2 separate regions of the Danio rerio genome follow, and region 1 is linked to region 2. A link is a contact called in public HiCAR-type data. All regions are on one chromosome and are shown on one strand. Each heading gives the region's core, a stretch centred on a gene start, on an enhancer-like site or on the middle of the called end of the contact. The rest is flanking DNA. Distances are from core to core; before and after follow the strand shown. Region 1 holds the start of sntb1 (syntrophin, basic 1). Region 2 holds the start of mrpl13 (mitochondrial ribosomal protein L13).

Region 1 (3,771 bases), core at 971-3,470, 150 kb after region 2:
TCAAAATTTTCACATTTTGAAATAAACATTGAAAATGTATTCGATAAGTACTTATAACAACTTAATTTTTTATTTCTCCATTGTTTTTAATATTTATCCACAACACTTCACAGAGAGTAGTTCTTTGCCTATTTAAAGCGCTTTGCTTTCAGTTGTAGTATTTTTTAGTATACTCTGTTCTAAATATTTGGGTGTAGATACAGCTGGTTAATTACAATCTCGATAATAAATATTGTAATATTTTGTAGAGCACAATGCTCAAAGTTTTTTATCAAAATTATAGGGTTAGTTCACCCAAAATTGAAAACTCACTGTTTACTCACCCTCAAGTGATTCCAAATTTGTATGCGTGTCTTTCTGATTTTGAACACAAAATAAGATATTACGAAGAAAGTCAATGATTACAGGTTTTCGATATTTTTCTAAATATCTTCCTTTGTGTTCAACAGATGTAATAAACTGAAAGGTTTAAAGCATGTTAGAGATGAGTAAATAATGACAGAATTTTCATTTTTTGGGTAAATTATGCCTATAATATTATAATTATTTAAAATAACAACAAATTTAGATCTTTTCCACACAGTCTAAATTAATACATATTCTGTCTCGACTGTGTGGGTATTCCAAGCCTAACTGCCATTGCAAGTCTTCTTCATCTAAGCATATTTCTAAATCCTCAGTTGTATTATGGAAATCTTCAACATGACTGAGCGGAATGAAAGTTATGGATGTCCCTCTGAAATCTGTGGTGTGCTTTTATGATTCAGTCAGAGGGAATTTCAGAGCTTTGTCACTCTCAAGGGTGCTTTCATCCTTAATGTACAACACCGGAGGGCAGAGCAAAAACCTCCATCACTCTGACAATGACCTTCCACAGGTGTGAGAAAAGGACTTGTTTTTGGATTAATTATCAACCTGCTTTAATAAATAAATATATAAATAAATAAACAACTTAAACCAGCTCAGGTTGCTGTATTTATTTGGTTTAGGGTGGGGTTTTGTTTATTTAGCCAAGCAATTTGCTGCGTAAAAAACCCATCATATTTGGTGACCCAAAGGAAATTAACAAGTTGCATAGTTGTAGTACTTCAGTAACCCTTTATAAAACATTTAGTGTTATATTTATGAGACATACTGCATTTCCCATATCTAACAACTTTGTGACTGAATTCTGTGAACATGCCATAACCCTTACTGACACTGTAGCTTGTAACATTGGCCAATTTGCATTTAAACATTAGCGTATGTGAATAAACATTACTTATTGTGATGTGTATTTGTATTTTTTTTTTTACATTTCAAACAAATGTTATCTTTGAATAAATGGGTTTAGTAATTTCTGATTGACTTTGAACTTTTGAGGTTTTTGTTTGTTTGTTTTTAAAGTTCTATTCTTATTATTCAATTGGTCAAGTCTTATGTTATGTGTTCTTTCAAATCTAAACCATAATAAAATACAACTCCTCATAGAGGAAAACTATAAAATGTTATGTGTATATAAAGTTATAACACACGAATGCATATATTTTTATGTATGCATTATGATACAGCATCCACCCTGCCGTGTCACTTCAACAGGTTCATCCACACACCTGATAATAACCCATATAGCCTCATCAAAACTCAGCCTGTCTGGCAGGTTTTCTGGCGTTTTCCTCGTCCTTACCTTCCAGCATAACTTCTTTGCCCGCTTTCTTCAGCACCTGCACCGCCTCGTCGTGCGTGGCGTCCCGCAGATTGATCCCGTTCACGGACAGTATCGCGTCGCCCACGTACAGCGCTTGAGTCTGATCCGCGGCCAGACCCTTGAATATCTTACTAATGAGAATAGGCATCTTATTCTCCTTCCCGCCTTTGATGCTGATCCCTAATCCACCGACCTCCTGCTTGATCACTTTGACGCATCTCTTGCGGTTCGCAATCGCTTCGGGCACTTGTGAATCCGAAAAAGGAGTTCTCGCTCCGGTTTTGGGACTGTTGGTGGGGTCCGGTTGGTCGTAGGAGCCGTTGGTGGTGATGCCGTTCAGGCTGACGCTGGTGTCCGCCGCGGGATCCTCGCAGCTGAGCGTCAGAGACTCGTCCCCTAAACTCGCCAGCACCGCGTGCCATTGCTCCCGCACCAGCACCTCCAAACATGCACTTTTCTGCACTCTGTTACCGCAAACCGCCATCTTTGAAGCATTCTTAAAATGCCATGTGATTTCATACACTCGTACAGGACTTTACCCCCGAACAGGGAAAAAGTTGTGATTCAGGTTGAATAGTTTCAGCCCCTCTACAGGCTCCACATGCATATCCTTTTTGGGTGGAGCAAATGTCTGAGATGTCCTGTGTGGCCATGCTCAACTGCCTCTCGCTGTCAGGAAATGTTTCGTTTCAAGTCTCCGTGTGGGATGTATCTTTTAAATACATCGATGTATTTGATAGATACATTACATTCCACACGGAGATTACATAAAGTAATGTTCATTTATGTCTTTGCAAAAAATAATGGCAGACGGCTTCAGATTGCATTTAGCTGTCACTTGGTATTCAATTTGCGTGTTTACAAACTCTATTATGACTTTCAAGGCTAATGTACGTTAATGTTAGAAAAGTTATGTTCCTGAAAATCCTGCCGTTAAACTTGCCTCAGCTGAACGTTCACGAGCGTTTGTTTACCTCGTGGAAACACGCCACTCATGTGGTTGGGAGACGCCAAATATAATAAAATACAGCTATATTTATAAAGAGCATGTTTTCAAAAAAACACACAGTAACCACCTATAATTAGCGCCTTGTTTTAAGTACTGAACATGGATTTCCGCTGTTGTAATTCCATCACTGTGCCGGTTTGGGAAATAATCTGTTTTGCACCTTTTAACACATTAATTGATGGTTCTCTTTAAATGTACATAACTGGGGGAACAATTATGTCGATTATTCTCAAGCAAGATGATAAAAACATTTATGTGTTTTGCTTGTTTTTTCTCACGAAAAAAAACTGCGGTGTTCCTATTATCTAGACGGTCTACAATTTAGTGGCGTAAACGATTTTAGCGCCATCTGGTGTTTAATATTGGTTTGTGCATTTTTGAAATAACTTCAGTACACTGGACTTGAAGCTGTTTGAACTCTGTTAATTAATTTTCTTTTTGTCTTTCACTAGGGCCTATTTCGCCAACACAGTGGCGCAGTAGGTAGTGCTGTCGCCTCACAGCAAAAAGGTCACTGGTTCGAGTCTCTGCTGGGTCAGTTGGCGTTTCTGTGGGGAGTTTGCATGTTCCGACTGCGTTCGCGTGCACGGGTTTCCTCCGGGTGCTCCGATTTTCCCCACAGTCCAATGACATGCGGTGCAGGTGAATGGGGTAGGCTAAATTGTCCATAGTGTATGAGTGTGAATGAGTGTGTGTGGTTGTTTTCCAGGGATGGGATGCGGCTGGAAGGGCATCCGCTGCGTAAAAACGTGCTGGACAATTTGGCGGTTCGTTCTGCTGTGGTGACCCCGGATTAATAAAGGGACTAAGCCGACAAGTAAATGAATGAATGAAGGGCCTATTTTTGTTTTATTGATTTTTTTATCATTCAAAGCCTTTAAACTTAGAATAAATAATAATGTTTGGACTTATTTTATTGATGCTTCTTTTTACTTTGCCAATTTTTTTTTTTATTGCATGTGCTATAACATGTTTCCCACGTCTTCTGCAGAGCACTTTATAAAGAGATTTGAGACTTCAATTAAAGAAGTCTTGCTACTGTAAAATGTAGAAACAAGATATAACTAAGATAAAA
Region 2 (3,329 bases), core at 740-3,239:
TGAAAGTTTATCATATGCATGCATTTTTAAGGCCTATCACTATGTGAGCATTTTAAGAGAGTTTAAGAAATTTTATTAGTGCATCAAGACTTATTTTTTTATTTTTTATTATTTTTTAATTACTTGTATGATGAAGACTATGATGTGTAATTTTACATTTGATTATTCAATTTATGTATCTGAATACTGCTAGACACTCTTCAGAAAGCTATAAAACAGTTTATTTCACTTTAATATTTGCTTCACTGTGTTTATTTATGACTGTAGATGTTTGTATTTCACTCCATTACAAAATCATCCAAATCAATCTAAAGTAATTACTTTGCAAATAGAGCTATTCAAGTCATCTGATGAAATTGTACTAACTTCGCAATATATACACTACTGGTCAAAAGTTTGGGGTCAGTTTTTTTTATTATTATTAATTTAATTTAATAATTTAAATAAAATTATTTTGTTCATCAAGGTGGCATTTATTATATATAACACAAATGTTAAATACTTAAATATTTATTTATTACTTATTGTATGTAGTTTTAAACTAAATTATTAGTCCAGTCATTACTGCTTTTATTACTATTACAATAATAATAATAATAATTAATATTAAATTGGGGCGACGTGGTGGTGCAGCAAGTAGTGCAGTCGCCTAACAGCAAGAAGGTCGCTGGTTCGAGTCTCGAACCAGCGACAGTTGGTGTTTCTGTGTAGAGTTTGCATGTTCTCCCCGTGTTTGCATAGGTTTCCTCCTGGTGCTCCAGTTTCCCCCACAGTCCAAAGACATGCAGTTAAGGTGAATTGGGTAAGCTAAAATTGTCCGTAGTGTATATGTGTGAATGAGAGTGTATGAGTGTTTCCCAGTGATGGGTTGTGGCTGGAAGGCCATCTGCTGCGTAAAACATGCTGATTATGTTGGAGGTTCATTCCGCTGTGGTGCAACTAGATTAATAAAGGTACTAAGCCGGAAAAAGAAAATGAATGAATAAATGCATGTGGTTTCAAATGAAATTATTACTCCAGTCATTATTGCTTTTAATCACTATTACCATTAATACTACTACTACTACTACTACGATTAATATTAATGATAATAATAATATAATAATATTAGAGTGATTTCTGAAGTATAATGTGACTCTGAAGACTGGGGTAATGAAGATAAAAAAAATCATCATAAAAATCACTGAAATACATTAATAAATTACATTACAAACTACTTTTGAACAGTTATTTTATAGTGCAATAACATTCACAATTTTACAATTTGTACTGTATTTTTGATTAAATAAATGCAGCTTATATTAAAACATTTAAAAATTATACTCACCCCAAACTTTTGTCCGGCAGTGTATATATCGCAGAGACAAAAATACCGCAATTTACTTTTTTTTTCCAATATTGTGCAGCCCTAAATCGGAGATTTTTTTTTCAAAAGTTTCCAATTCATACCCTGGTAAACAATATACGGAGCGTGTCGGTTGTCACTCAACGAATGTGCGAATATAAAATCATATTTTTACCTCAATACACATTTTCCGTTGGAAACAACAACAACAACAACAAATAAAAATCAGAATCACAAATGTAGCATTATTACATTTTGTAGGTATTGTTGCTTTAACCTGTCAACTATACATTAACATTACCTTTTCTATTTTACCTCATTGTCTGTTGCTTATTCAATAATCTCAGCATTTAAGCAACGACACAGATATTTTATTTACGAATCTACTCTAATAGTCATGCACATAAAAGCAGACGTCATAAACATACATCATATTTTGACCAATTAGTTTGTTTAGCACACGCTAAACAGAAACACAAGCGCGTATACATAATACGCATATAAGCACTGACCGACATCGTAGTACCTATATAAATAGCATGTCAGTAAATAAAGTACATTACCTGGGCTGATCTTGAAAAACTAGACATTTTCTTTTAGCATTTGAAAAATTTGACCTCAATGTGGCTATAATGGTCCAGCAACAATTTACTTCCCCGAACCAAAAGAGTAAAAAATGGTTCCTCTTTAAAAGTTTTAAAGTCTGATTTTTGAAATGTATGAATACATTTATGCATTTTGTACAACAACAAACATATAGCTGTAGAATGAATAATTTAATTCACGTCCATCGTTAGGTATTGTTATTTATTAGCTTATCTTGGTCGGTTCCTACCGACTGTATATTTTGGTTGCGCGCACGCCATCACGCGTCATATTTGAACGTCCGTATTGGTCGTATACGCGGGTTAGTTTGTTTTGTACAGCAGTCTGTGTTGTTTTAAAAACTCAATATTATCTTACATGAATTTAGCAGCAGAGCGCTATGGATAGATACGTGTTAGCTGTGATAATCAACCTAGAGGCGAAGAAAGACAGCTCCTTCAACGGTAAGATACGCTATTGTTATTTTTGTCAGAATTGCTTGAATAACGTTTTGCTTCACTCGCTGTTGCTGTTTTGACATGTATTGGGTTTATTTTTATAGGGGTTGATGAAACCAAAAAAGTATTTGATAACCTCAAAAAGATTTCTGGCTCGAATTTAACACGCATTCCTCCGTTTCCAGGTAACTTTGGCGATTAATTTTTTACTCAGTGCTCACTAACTTAACCTATATGGGACATTCTACCAAGAACATACATTCTCTGTGCCTGAAACAAAAATATGAATACAGTAAATAAAAAGTATTTCATCTCAAAAATGTCTAAAATGCACTGTTTAAAATGTCTAAAATGCACATTTCTGTGAAATGTTAAAGGAATATGACATTCATTTGATTGTCAGATTTTTGTTCTCTTTATAAATGTACAAACCCTGTCATTGGTCTCAGCCTAACTGAACCTACAGATTTAATAGTTTTGTTATGCTAAAAACTGTTATTTAGGGAAAGAAAAACTTCAAAAACAACAAGTTTAGGTTGTTATAATTCACATAAACTGATTAAAAGCATGGAATTGTAAATACATTCTGCAAATAAATACTACAAAAATATAATACAAATAAATTTACAACTGTCCCCATGTTTCTGTCAGTTCTGTTACATTTGCATTAAAGTTAGCAACATGTGTGCAATACACCTTTAAGGCTATGACTAGGGCCAGATGGAATTTGGGGACATTTTTTTTTTGCTATTTTTACACAGAATGTTGGTAAAAACCTGTGGATTTATGAGGAATGATTTTAGAAGTATCGCAAAAAAAAAAAAAAAAAAAAAAACTAATATATGAAATAAAAAATAATACCTCTTTAACTTGTATTTAATATTTACAATGCAAATCCAATTAGATCCATTTTATTTGGTAAACAAAGCAATATTATATAC

The links. HiCAR-type assays count read pairs that join an accessible place to other places.
Region 1: a contact with region 2 is called in a HiCAR-type map of caudal fin, with 6 times the contacts expected there. The contact joins the promoter of sntb1 here to the promoter of mrpl13 in region 2.

The regions. Positions count from the first base shown.
Region 1 is chr16:15,593,825-15,597,595 of GRCz12tu, forward strand. It overlaps sntb1 (syntrophin, basic 1), which reads right to left and starts at 2,221. Exons shown (of 7, transcript NM_001002175.1): 1 at 1,667-2,221. The coding sequence starts at 2,171. The region is part of intron 2 of LOC141378192 (a long non-coding RNA gene); the gene reads left to right.
Region 2 is chr16:15,440,478-15,443,806 of GRCz12tu, forward strand. It overlaps mrpl13 (mitochondrial ribosomal protein L13), which reads right to left and starts at 1,990. Exons shown (of 7, transcript NM_001020534.1): 1 at 1,909-1,990. The coding sequence starts at 1,935. It overlaps mtbp (MDM2 binding protein), which reads left to right and starts at 2,217. Exons shown (of 22, transcript XM_003200157.7): 1 at 2,217-2,394; 2 at 2,493-2,573. The coding sequence starts at 2,331.